Linked DNA regions of Danio rerio: region 1 is linked to region 2. A link is a contact called in public Micro-C data. All regions are on one chromosome and are shown on one strand. The core of a region is the stretch at or near the end of the contact, and the rest is flanking DNA. Distances in the headings are between cores, read along the strand shown. Region 1 holds the start of eva1c (eva-1 homolog C (C. elegans)). Region 2 holds the start of ska2 (spindle and kinetochore associated complex subunit 2).

Region 1 (2,700 bases), core at 129-2,628, 220 kb after region 2:
TATATATATATATATATATATATATAGCTGTCTGTATGTCTGTCTATCCATCCGTCCGTCTATCTGTCTATCTATCTATCTATCTATCTATCTATCTATCTATCTATCTATCTATCTATCTATCTATCTATCTATCTATCTATCTATCTATCAATATTTGTCTGTCTGTCTGTTTATATATCTATCCATCCGTCCGTCCGTCTGTCTGTCTGTCTGTCTGTCTGTCTGTCTGTCTGTCTATCAATATCTATCTATCTATCTATCTATCTATCTATCTATCTATCTATCTATCTATCTATCTATCTATCTATCTATCTATCTATCTATCTATCTATCTGCCTGTATGTCTGTTTCTGTTTCTGTCTGTCTGTCTGTATCTGTGTATCTGTCTGTACGTCTGTCTATCAATATGTTAGTCTTTCTGTGTCTGTCTGTCTATGTATGTCTGTCAGGAATATTTAAAAGAAGAATGATTTGATGAGATTTTGACTTGACATAGACATTAAAATATGGGTTGGAGTGCAGCCCTAAAATACGAATTAAATGTCAAAAATTACTTGGGTTTCTGCAATTGTCAGGATGAAGCATTTAATTAGGCTATTTAAAGAAAAAAAAACCTAATACAATATAATATTACTTTTTATAACAGATCAGAGAAGTAATTTAATTTTGGATGAATACAGGCTACATAAATGACAGTGACATTTAATTTTGACAGGTTGTTTGGAAAAAATTAGACACTAATATAATATGCGTTCTCTGTATATGTAAAACTAATCTTGTACATTTATGAAACCTTCATGAATAGGTACTTGACTTACTTGAGAAATCCGAGAGTCCGTCCATTTCTTTGGTCCACAGTATGAGTACACTGTAAAGTATTTGAAGACAGAGCCCAGGTGCACGGCAGCTTCTCAGGTGCTGCGCTGAGATCATAGTAACAGTCTGCAATTATTTCTGCATCAAATCCGCGTGCATTCAAGCGCGTGCTGGAGAAACGCTCGCTGTCACAAACTCCCGTGTTCCTCTCCCACCTGCGGTTACTCTCACCCGGCTAAAGTATGTCTTCATACCGCGACTCGGACATCCCAGTCCTCAAGAGCCAAAGCGAACTCCTCGGTAGCCTTTCTCCTATAATTAAAATACAGTCAGAAGATTTAAGGCGGAAAGAAAACATTTGTAAGCGACGCAGTCATTGTGTTGAAGCCTGAAATGGGGAAATAGCAAGTGCGCAACAAGTCAGTGGTACCTGAAACCGGCGACTTTGCATTGTTATTCGGTTGTTGATGGCTTTGTGGTCACCGGTGAGACTTCTTATGGTACCAGGACGTGTTTTGACACCCAGAAAGTGATTTTTGAGTAGGATGAATAAAAATTTTGGACGGGGCGTGGCGGTAAATGCCTCAAATAGGCAGTGGGTAGGAGTTGAGAGGCACGGGTTTGGATTTTATAACCAATCTGATCAAAGTGTGTATTTTTTATATTTATTAAATAATCATTTATTGATTTAATAATTAATCAATTGAATAGTCAACAAACCATTTGCTTTCTGAAGCAAAACTTTATAAAGTCAACAACATTTAATTTAAAATATGTAATAAGTCAATAATATAGCCATATGTTTGCTTGTCTTGTTTTGAAAGTATTGTATTACATATGTGTTTGTGAGTTCGGTTAGATTAAGACGTTTAGAATGAAGTGAAAGTGTTTCTCCGGTGCAGCAGATGGCGCTGCGTGGTGGTCAACTTAGCTGCGAGTTCACAGAAGAACTGCTCCCGCGTACGTTTGAAAACACTGGGGTTTCAGATGGCTGGCAAAATTAAAATCCCCGATGAATGTAGCCATAAAACATACTCTGTTTGCGAGAGTTCCGCTGACAGCAGGAGTAGAGTGGAGGAAGATGGAGAAAGCGACGGTCCAGCGGTGTTTATGTGCGGCAAATGCAAGCTGCCAATCGGAGACAGTCTGTCCTGGGCTGGGAGCGATGATGAGAACAACCAAATCATGCTCAAACGTAACTATTCTTCCATTCAATTGTGTTATTTATGTAAAATACTAGTTATAACCATGTTTTGATCAAACATACTAGTTTTGTTTTGTTAAATAATTTCAAAATGTTATCTGTAGTCTGATGGAAATAATAAAAACAGTAATATTTGTATACACTTGTTTCAATTCTGAAGTTGTTTTACATTTAGATGTATATTAATTCATGACACTGTAACACACAGAGTTTAGCAGTAATATGTCTTAAAGCTTATATCTTGACTTTTACATGTGGATTTTTAGGGATTACTGACAACATTGTTGTAGGCAAAGAGCCATTTGTTTCTGGGACCCGAAAGGAGCTTGGATGGTGAGGATGAATTTTTCATAATTTACTGTCTCACACACACATCTTTGTGTTTGTTATATATACACAAAAGAGCAAGTGATTTATGTTATTTTGGTTTTTATTTTCTGACAAATTAATATGAAGTTTTAAAATGACAATTGAATAATACTCTTTTTTTGTGGCTGCATGTATTTATATCCTACCTTAATTCATAAAATTTGTAGGAAAGTATTACAGCATATTTAAAGAAGTTGGTACAAATTTTTCTGGCAAAAATATGTTTTTTTGCACTGTTTGGAATTTAGTTCATAATGAAAATGTCATAGTCATTGTTTGCTATTAAAGAAAAAGTAAAATTGGACTGG
Region 2 (2,700 bases), core at 18-2,517:
TACATGTCCACTATAGTGGACACCAGGACCATCTTAATGTAATTAATGACTGCATGTTGTAGGGGGCAGAACTGAAGCAGAGAGGATTCTTTATAAGATAGTTGAGAGAGATTCTGATTTAGAGTCTGACAATCAGTTTTAAATCACTTTTATGTGAATTTGGTTTTGGATTAACATCACTTTTTTTTTTGGGCTCTCTTTCAGAGTAAACGGTTTCAGGAATTTTAATACAAAATGAAAAATGGCTTTTTTGTTTTGTTTTTGTGACATTAATATTGGATTAATATCCCTTTACAGCCATATCCTGTACTGTTTTGTTGTGTTAAAGTTAAAAATAAAAACAAAAAAAACTCTAAATTGTAGATTTGTTTTTAACCCAATGGTGTAGGAAATCACAGGGAAAAAAGGAGGATAAAAAGTTACTAATGTTGGAAATACTACGCCCCCTATTGCCACCTAAAAATCTAATGAGATTTGAACTCATGAAAAAATATATACATTAATGCATGTTTAATGTATTACTTAAATCACTAAAAGACGAAGGTGGCATTAACGACATATGTACATGCATGCAATCTTACTATTAGCAAGACATTACAATTTGCAATACGTCTTTCAAAACCAATAGACTAGACATATTTTGTGTAACTTAAAATTATCTGTTCCTAACAACAGTTCTAGAGCGATAAGCTCGTTCCTCGTGTACATAAAGCCCTCACAATTTACAGATATATCAATATCTCGTACTGTACAGTAAGAAATAAAGTTGGTGCTGCAGCGCGCAGTCTCGCGGACACGCGCACAGGCCCTCCCGCACCCGCAGTCCCCTCACCGCCGATTCACACACCAGCTATCCAGCTAAACCAATATTTTTGCCCTGGATATCGTGGTTTCGTTATAAAATATGCACCTCATAGTTATTTAATAGTACGTAGACTGATCTTTGAATTAAAAACGACTGAGTACTGCATTAGCAGTGGCACTAGCTAGCCATCAAGCGACATGTTTTTCGTAATTTTCTCCCCTCCAACCTGAGGGAAAGTCAGAGGCAAATACATAACATGCAGCTCTTCGTGTTTTACTCTACATCACGTTTTCTAACATAAAAACGCAGGTGTTATTACCAACTAGACGCATACGACCGCAATATACGCAAAAACATTTGATGTAAAGGTTTAGCTGAGAAAAAAACAGCTTACCATCGCCTCCAGCTTATCAACTGTCTCCATGTTGAATAGTTTACATTCCTGAAGCAGCCCCGGAAATATAAAGCTCGCAGCAGAACGCAAGACCGTCTCTGATTGGTCAGCTGTCACAGAGTGGGGATGGTGATTGGTCCGTTTGGAAGGAGAAAGAGGAAAAGGGGCGGGATGGAATTCTAACGCACTTGTTCAGAGTGAGACTGTACCGCATACGTTACTCTTTGAATATGTGTAGTGGGAAATATATGTTGGGTGAGCTAAATTGTCCGTCGTGCATCTGTGTGAATGATAGTGTATGGGTGTTTCCCAGTGATGGATTGCAGCTGGAAGAGCATCCGCTGCATAAAACATATGCTGGATAAGTTGGCAGTTCATTCCGCTCTTGGGACCCCTGATCATAAAGAGAATTTTACTTTTTTTTTTTTCTATTACAAAAAATATTTTATATACAAAGAGTTCCCAACATTACACTCAAACAGATTTTGTTAGTTTAATTAGTGTCCAGCAGTGTGTGGCTTATTTGTAACGCTTTGTCAGTTACGACTAACCCTGCAGTGTTGTGTTTTCCCCAAAACTGGCTAGCAGTCACTCTGTTTTTTTTTTTACATCTATTTAAATGGTTTCGTCTTTTAACCTAGAAGACGGTAATCACAGCAAAATAAGATGTTATGTTTATACTTTCACAATTAAAAAAAGTAATTTTATAATGACGGTTTGTTCTGTAGACTATTGAAAAAAATATATTAAAATATATATAATTTTGTCCTTAAAGTGTTTTTTTAAAAATGTAAAACTGCTTTTCTTCTAGCCGAAATAAAACAAATAAGGCTTTCTCCTGAAGAAAAAATATTATCAGACATACTATAAAAATTTCAGTGCTCTGTTAAGCATCATTTGGTAAATATAAAAAAAAAGAAATAAAAATCAAAGGGGGGCTAATAATTCTGCAAAAATGGTTTCTCCTGTATTTCTCTGCCAAATTTCCCCCAACTTTTTCAATAACTGGCAGGAAGATGTCTGCTGACACTGTGTTGAAAACCGCGGAAGCATGCCATGGTTAACCCTGAGCAAATACCTTAAAACTCATTGTTACATTTTACCCTGCATTACTTTGCGCCCGCTTCCCTACCTGTTTTATCACTTGTGTTTCTTTATGGACATTTTGTCTTTTTCATTTTTGATTTTGACAAGTAGGGCGACGCGGTGGTGCAGTAGGTAGTGCCATCTCCTCACAGCAAGAAGTTTGCTGGTTTGAGCCTCAGCTGGGTCAGTTGGCGTTTCAGTGTGGAGTTTGCATATTCTCCCCGTGTTCGCGTGGGTTTCCTTCGGGTGCTCTGGTTTCCCACACAAGTCCAAAGACATGCGCTATAGGTGAATTGGGTAAGCTTAAATTGTCTGTATGTTTGTGTGTGAATGAGTGTGTATGGCTGTTTCCCAGTGACGGGTTGCTGCTGGAAGGGCATCCACTGTGGAAAACATTTGCTGGATAAGTTGGCGG

The links. A called contact is a pair of places that touch in the nucleus more often than the background predicts.
Region 1: a Micro-C map of caudal fin shows a contact between it and region 2, with 2.8 times the contacts expected there. The contact joins the promoter of eva1c here to the promoter of ska2 in region 2. A contact is called at or near these places in 2 of 18 Hi-C or Micro-C datasets (caudal fin and hematopoietic stem cells) and 1 of 4 datasets of contacts at active chromatin or transcription factors (embryo).

Annotation. Positions count from the first base shown.
Region 1 is chr10:38,595,511-38,598,210 of GRCz12tu, forward strand. eva1c (eva-1 homolog C (C. elegans)) reads right to left here and starts at 1,379. Exons shown (of 9, transcript XM_073915018.1): 1 at 1,250-1,379; 2 at 822-1,131. mis18a (MIS18 kinetochore protein A) reads left to right here and starts at 1,761. Exons shown (of 5, transcript XM_021479407.3): 1 at 1,761-2,014; 2 at 2,290-2,356. The coding sequence starts at 1,807. It also overlaps a transcript of cfap298 not described here.
Region 2 is chr10:38,375,319-38,378,018 of GRCz12tu, forward strand. It overlaps ska2 (spindle and kinetochore associated complex subunit 2), which reads right to left and starts at 1,268. Exons shown (of 7, transcript NM_001199675.1): 1 at 1,200-1,268. The coding sequence starts at 1,229. It also overlaps a transcript of mdh2 not described here.